Regions from separate parts of the Danio rerio genome. Here region 1 is linked to region 2. A link is a contact called in public Hi-C data. All regions are on one chromosome and are shown on one strand. The core of a region is the stretch at or near the end of the contact, and the rest is flanking DNA. Distances in the headings are between cores, read along the strand shown.

What was found. Hi-C and Micro-C count contacts between places; a contact is called where the count stands out from the background.
Region 1: a Hi-C map of hematopoietic stem cells shows a contact between it and region 2, with 4 times the contacts expected there. The contact joins the promoter of smyd2a here to the promoter of cgref1 in region 2. A contact is called at or near these places in 6 of 18 Hi-C or Micro-C datasets (caudal fin, embryo, hematopoietic stem cells and 1 more) and 1 of 4 datasets of contacts at active chromatin or transcription factors (caudal fin).

Annotation. Positions count from the first base shown.
Region 1 is chr17:34,482,039-34,485,985 of GRCz12tu, reverse strand. smyd2a (SET and MYND domain containing 2a) reads left to right here and starts at 1,627. Exons shown (of 12, transcript NM_001013550.1): 1 at 1,627-1,942. The coding sequence starts at 1,770. It overlaps LOC137488119 (a long non-coding RNA gene), which reads right to left and starts at 292. Exons shown (of 3, transcript XR_012393500.1): 1 at 177-292.
Region 2 is chr17:34,338,935-34,342,649 of GRCz12tu, reverse strand. cgref1 (cell growth regulator with EF-hand domain 1) reads left to right here and starts at 1,532. Exons shown (of 6, transcript XM_017351827.4): 1 at 1,532-1,746; 2 at 1,997-2,105; 3 at 3,033-3,092; 4 at 3,423-3,496. The coding sequence starts at 1,713.

The sequences.
Region 1 (3,947 bases), core at 378-2,877, 140 kb before region 2:
AGGCCCAGTCCTTATAAAATTCAACTCAAAAATGTAAAAACAAATCAACACTGACAGACTGAATCCAACAATAACGTTAAGCTTAGATTCGGATAGTTTCATAGACTGTAAAATGGATGGTTTACGTTCAGTTCACGTACAGTTCTAAAATAAAAGATAAGTTAGGCCTACTTCACCTGGTCGAATTTGTAGCACGGATGCATTTTTCACAAAGCAAGATCCAGTTTTAATAGTTGCTGTATTTTGCAACGGAAGGGGAATATGTTAAAAACGTATATTGACCCCATCTAGCGTCGAATCATAGCCTAACGTAACTTTAAAATTTAATTTACCAAAATGCAAGTTCGAAGGTCAAGTGTGACGTAGAGGATTCGCTAAAATCACTTGACCACCAATTTGATACAAGCTCTGAACCAGCTCTGTAAATATTTGAAAGCATCATAATGCAGACAGAAAGCATTCAATAACTTGTTAAAGAAAAAAAAATGTTAGGAAAGATTAAAGGGTAAACTATTATTATTAGTAGTAGTAGTAGCTAGTAGTAGTGGTAGTATTAATATTAGTATTATTATTGAAAAAATCAGTAAATAATTTTATTAATAATTTTATTTTAATGAATTATAAAACATATGATAACACCTTAAATTAAGGTGTAAATAGTGTGTTATAGTTCACCAAAAAAAGAAAAAATTACTGGTTACATACACTTATTCTACTTCTGTTATAGGCTACACAAATTAAAACACACACAACTTTAGGTTTTAGCAATGCATTAGTAAATTATGAAAAATTAATAAGTGTGTTTAAAAATGTTTCCTTGTGACCAAAAATGTTTGACTTCAGTATTTCTAAAATATAAAATTATAACCAAATATAATCAGAATCATAATTATTAAACAGAAAATATCACAAATGTTTTTTTTTTCCTAAGCAAACAAGCAGGGGAGGAGAACAACCCCTTACCTGTCATTTTTTACATTAAAATTATAAGTTACATATTCATATAACATCACTCTAGCTCATGTTAGTTGATTCATTTAAATTACCTAAGAGTTTTCTTTTAATGGCCAAATTTTTCAAATGTAAATTTAGAGTAAACATGTTATATGTTGTATAGCATTAAAAAAATAAGTTAAGTATTATTTTCCAAATTGCCTCAAAGCAATGGTTCTTTCTTTCGGCCCTCAGGAGCCTAGTACATTTTTGTACATTCCTATAGCATTTCACAAAGTTTGTAATTTTGTATTGAAAGAAAGAAAGAAAGAAAGAAAGAAAGAAAGAAAGAAAGAAAGAAAGAAAGAAAGAAAGAAAGAAAGAAAGAAAGAAAGAAAAGTTATTATATATACATTCAGGTTTGCACGCCTGTGTGGTGGTGTCAAGGTGTACGTCAATATGCCGGACGCAGTTAGAAGGATGTAAGTGGATCTCTGCCACGATGATTCGTCCATTATGCCTTGTTTTCGCCTGATGAGCACACGATGGCGCCATACGGCCAAATACCAAGGTCGGCCCGGTCGGTCGTTGGTGGCCGCTGTTGTTGCTGTAGCCGAACGGGCTTTAGGACCGCGGGGCGTGTATGTATGTGTGTGATTGCCGTGAGCCTCCGGTCTGCTGGTGCAGCTCGTTGTTCGGAGTCTTTTCGCCGAGCATGTGGTGTGTCAGTGGCGTCACTACACTTGCCGCAGTCACTAACAAAACCGACTGAGACCGAGACAGCGCTTTCTGACGAGGGCAAGGAAGTGTGACACGCGAGCAGCAGGTCAATAGCGATGAAAAAAGAGGGAATCGAGGGTACTGAGAGGTTTCTGAGCCCCGGTAAAGGCCGGGGACTCAAAGCCATCAAGCATTTTAAAGTTGGTGATCTAGTGTTCGCCTGTCCGGCTTATGCATACGTGCTGACCGTGAACGAGAGAGGCGGACGCTGCGAATGCTGCTTTACCAGGTCAGCGCTCCTTATAAGTCCACGACTCACACTTTACGGGTTTGTGCACGAGACTAGATTCTCCTCTGCTGTCGGGTTGTTTACGGGTGTTTCACATAAGAATGCATGCGCGCATTCATTAGATGTCACAATATGTGTATGTTAACTTTTATATTGGTTAATAATTATGTTTTAGTTACGATAAGCAGGTCATTTGCATTCATAAGGGGCTGATCTATCTTAAAGATGGCTGGCACATGCTTTCTGTTTGGGCTGTGTTTAAATGCTGCTGGGTCACGCCGTGAAGAGTGACCCAATTTATGTACACACCCAGCAGTTTGTGCTGTGGATGAATGCTCAGTGAAGTGACATAGAGGTAAACTTGCTTTTATATTTGGACATTCGAACTTTTCCCTATATAATATAATTTCTTAAAAGTATTGTTTGCAAACTCTAAATAGCGAAATTATATTAGCAGCCAATGACCATCAAAGTACAACATTGTTCGCAGTCAAATAAACAGTGTTAATGTTGTTTTCAAGTCATGTTTGCAGGTTTTTTCAGACCGAATATACAAAGTGTCAAGGTAAACAATATAGGGAGTGTGTCACAAGTTGTCACTGAACGATTATGGGAATATAAAACCAACTTTACCTCTTTTACAGCTTTACCTTTTTAAGTCAGAAAAAAATGTGTGATCTGATCTAGACTTAGGAAATCCTACATCTCTAATAAAAGTATCTGTGATCTCTGTGCAAGTGAAACTGCATGAAACATTTAAATTATTGTTTGTAGTAAGATTGCTTTTGATCATAGACTAAGGCCCCGTTTACACTAGTGCGTATTAGTTTTAAAACGGCGTTTTAGAATGAAAACGATCCGCGTCCACACTCGCGTTTTACCCAGCGTTTCTGAACTGCTCTCCGTCCACACCAAAACGCTGAAAACGCACATCACGTGACCACACACACACACTTTGGCAATCGCTGGAGCCCATCTACCCAGATGAGAGCTCTGCTAGTCGGACTTCTCATCAAGCATCTCCCGCTGGATCTAATCTCACTATATTTATTAAACGTGATATTTCATTCATCTTGTTGTCTTTATCTAACGACATTCCTGACTTTGGTCATTGGAATCTATTACTTGTTCTCAGGTAACGTGTTTTGGCTGAGCGCAAAGATAAGTTAATGAATAATGTAAGCACGTAGCCTACATTCTGTATATTGACTGATCGCTTGCCTTTATTTCCTATAATGTATAAACTTATTGTATGTTATACTTTTATAATGGCCATTATCGATTATTAAAACTGATATTCAGCAAAAGAGAGGGTCAGTGGCGTAGCGGACGGGCCCGCAGGGCACGCACCGCGGGGGGGCCCCACGTGATTAGGGGGCCCCGCGTCGTCGTGATTTTCAATAATTAAAAATCCACCGGCGAACGCAATAATCAAACTCTTGGGAACAACTGTGGTCGGAACCAAAGTTCACAGGTCTGTGTTCTCTGAACACCTCTCAAGCGGTGGACTACTTCATTCTGATTGCTTGCCGCCAATGTTGCCAACTTAGCGACTTTGTCACTAGATTTAGCGACTTTTCAGACCCCCTTAGCGACAAATCTAGCGACTTTTTTTGTGTTATTGGAGATATTTTTTAGACTGTCATTTGTCCATACTGTACCGTCCCTACTCTTCTCAACGAGCTGCGTGTGATGCCGCCGGCCCCTCCCCCGCCTCACAGCACTGACAGGCGGCCCAGTCAGTCCTCTACAGCAGCCTCTCCCACCTGCAGCCCGAGAGCAGATCACCCCTCTGCGTACCGACGACAAATGATTTAGCACAGGCAGTGTGAAGGTATTTCCCTTGTACAGTCAAACCGATGTACTTCTACTTTATTTTAACAATTTAATTGGAGCGTTTATTCTTTTCTTGTTCACAATCACAGATATTTTAGTGACAGTTTCTGAACTTGTCTGAGTTTATTACATATGAGAGATTACTGCACATTCACTACACATCTATAAT
Region 2 (3,715 bases), core at 283-2,782:
GAACAGTTCAAATAGCTTTAAGATTTTTAGACGAAACAATAGTTTTAATGTACTATTAAAGTTTCTTTAAAAAAAAAACAATTTGAAAGAATTTATTCTTGTATATGGAATTTTCCTTACTTTTTTCATCAGGGGTATTAAAAAACAACAACAGGATATCCTTAAAAAAGATAACAAGAGTCCAATATTTTGTGATGAATAAACAAATAAAATTCAATTCAAAAGCATTGTGTATAAAGACCATTCCAAAAAATATGATCAGCAGTTTCACTGGGTATATTACAGAATAAGCAGCAGGATCTATATCTGACTTATATATATTTTTAAATGTCTTGTCTGGGTAAAATCTGTGTAACAGTTTAAATGAAATGTCTCTAATTTTGTTAGTTATTATATATTTTACAGATAAAGGCCAAACTTTTTTTCCATTGAATCTGGTCATATATGTCCATCAAAAAAAAAAAAAAAAAAAAAAAAAACTTTACACATGGGGTAGCTACAATTTCCTTTTGAAAGATAGACCTGATTTTGTAATTACGTGAGGAAAGTTGTGACAAAAACACATGCTTTTTCCACTGAAGTTTCCAAGGGGGCAGACGAAACACTGAATACGCCACCATAAAAAGCAGTATAACTCCTTTAAGAGTTGCATCCATTACAATGGAAAATTCTTTTAGCGTTACCAGGAAACCAAACTTGCACATTTTTTTTTTTTAAATTTAAGAAAAAACCTTCTGAATTAAATAACTGAGATACAGTCAAAATATTTTTTCTCAAACCAACCATTTAAAAATAAAGATTTGCTATAAAAAATGTTCTGATTGTTCCAGATAAAATGCTGATGAGGAGGAAATTGTCTTTGTAAATCAGTGACCATGCAAGTAAAGCTTGTTTATGAAAATTGGATAATTTATAAGAGATTCTAGCAATATTGTAGTTACAAATCAGTAGAAAAGAGAGACCTCTCAGGTTTTTAAAAAAAAGTAACTGGGGATAAAATTCCAAGTTGAGTAGGCTATTGTTTAAAGATGAAAAATCAAGAAAATGTAACCCTCCATATCATACTTACATGTTATTATTATTGTTATCAGTATTAGCAATAGTATTCATTGCTGTATGCAGTGGTGGGTAAGTTTCACTGAGATCATGCTTGCCATCTTGTGGCGAAATTGTGCAAAACTTGGACAGTTTTAGTTAAGGAGTGTCCTGTCTGACAGTCAGGACTAAATTGCTTCTGCACTGCCAAGTTAGTGAAGAAGTACTGAATTACACGTAAAGTCGCAGATTTGATAAGTGTACATACCGTATTTATAGGGTATTAGGCATTTACCACCAACAAGACTTTATTAAAATTAATTTCATATCTATTAAAAGATAATTCCAGATGATGTCACTGTGATGCTCTATATTAAAGCTAAAACATTTGCTACGTTACTCCTCGGTTTATTTACAACCAGTATTCCCTGAGGAACAGAATAGATAGTGTACAGTAAGAGGCGGTGCGTGCGGAGGAACGGCGTGCTGTAAACGCAGTGTCAGCGACTCTACGTGGCGATGATGGAACTCAGTGGAAGGCGGAATATGGAGAGCTCGAGGAGGAGCTGATTTATTTTATCCGGGCCACGACACGTCCACGGAATCCACGTGTAGCCGGTCAGAGCTGCACACACACGGGCTGCGCTGCTCTCATCCGCCGCGGTGGGGGATTCATCATGGATGGTCCGCTGACCGCCGTCAACAGTGAAGGTACAGTAGCATTTCGCATAGCTTTGCTGATCCTTACTTGTGGTTATTGAATCAGTATATTAACACGCCGCAATGTAAATACAAAGAACAGTTGCAAGCTTCATTGTCGCAATGTAAGGTGTTCGGTCAGCTGACTCTTCATATCCGAAAGAATCGTTTCATTCTTAAGTGATCGATTTCTGCTGTTTGTGCATCTCATCTGATTCACGAGTCGTTTCTTTGACCGTCTGAACTGTCTGTGCTGATACAGGTGTCCTAATGCGATCCAGAGGAGCAGCTAATATGATCTCGACACGGCTTGTGTTTGTGCTCATCCTCCCAGCACTGACCCTGTGTGCTCCACAAGTCCAGAGCCTCAGGTAACGTTACAGTAGGCCGCATTCACACTGTGCTGCCGCCGGTACTGTACTTACTGTGTGACTGTGTATAGTTAGTCTTTAACGTAACATATTTAGAAGAATATCTGACATATCTTATTACGAAGAGCAACAAGTTAGCTATTTCAGACATTTTTGAACAAATTTGCTTATTAACTAAGGTCAATTAATAGTAATATACTTGTTCAAGAAGCCAAAAACTAAACTGTTGTTTGGGATTTGACGTAATTGCCATATTTTTTTATATGTTGTTAAATTTGTAACACTTTACAATAAAGTTGTGTTAGTTAATGCATACAAACATGAATTATACTACATTTATTACGTTATTGTTTCATGTTAGTTAATGAAAATACAGTTGTTAGTTCATAACTCACAGTGCATTAACAAATGTAAACAAACGTAAATTTGGATTTTAATAATCGTTTAGTAAATGTTGAACTATGATTAATAAATGCTGTACAAGTGTTTTTCATTATTAGTTAATGTTAGTAAACACGTTAACTCACATTAGCTAATGAAACCTTATTGTAAAGTGTGACTGATAAATTCTTATTTATATCATTGATAGTGCTACATATTGGGAAATGTTGGCTATTCTTTGCAAGTTCCATTTTTAAAAATCTGTGAAAACACTACTTATGGCAGTAAACTATTGAATGTATTAAACACTACATGATCATTCATAGAACTGGTACATAGTTAACTTGTGCTTACATTATCATTGTGAATTATATTATAGTTCTGTTAATTTATCAAAGAACATGGCTGTTAATATTTTGATTAGGATAGATCAAGTTTCAATATCTTAAAGTTGTGTTTAACATGCCACTGTGTTTATATATGTGTGTGTCTGAGAGAGAAAAGAACTTTGCCTAGTTCTGAAAGTTGTTTTGTTCTGTTTTCTAGTGATGGCGTCCTTGCACCAGACCTTGCTAATCCTTTTGGGTCTAGTGAAGACAACCGCAGGTGATATTTCTTACATTTTCTTGAGCCTTGTTTTACTTTCTTTAAACCACCTGGTTAAATAAAGTATTGCCCCAAGTTTCAAAGTCCAACGTCCCATCAGAGATAATGCTGAGATTTCCACAGCTGACACTGATATGCTCAACAAGCAATAATAAAACCGTTTTGTTGAAACATGTTTTGCTAAAACCTTTGGATTTTGGAAGAAAAGTTATGCAGTTGTGCATGTTGATTGCAATGGTGAATTTTTTGCCATTAAATATATTAAAGTAGGAATGTACAGTATGGATCAAACTACTGTAAAGTGGATGTATCTTTGATTCTGTGTGACAGGCTTCTGCAAAGCTACATCAAGAGCAACCTGAAGGAAGGACAGACAAGTCCAGAGCTCAACACAAGGGAGCAAGGTTAATACTGTGTTGTAAACTCGCTTTCTCAATTAACTACCTTCATTTTCAGTCAAGATTGGTGTTTACATTTTTAATCTATTTTAACTCAATTCTATATTGTGAATGAATACATAATTCCAAATATATAAATATTGACATGAGTTTACATCATCGCCATAAATAAAATCTGTTTGTGTTTTTGTGTGTATAAACCGTATCAATTCTGAAATTATTCAT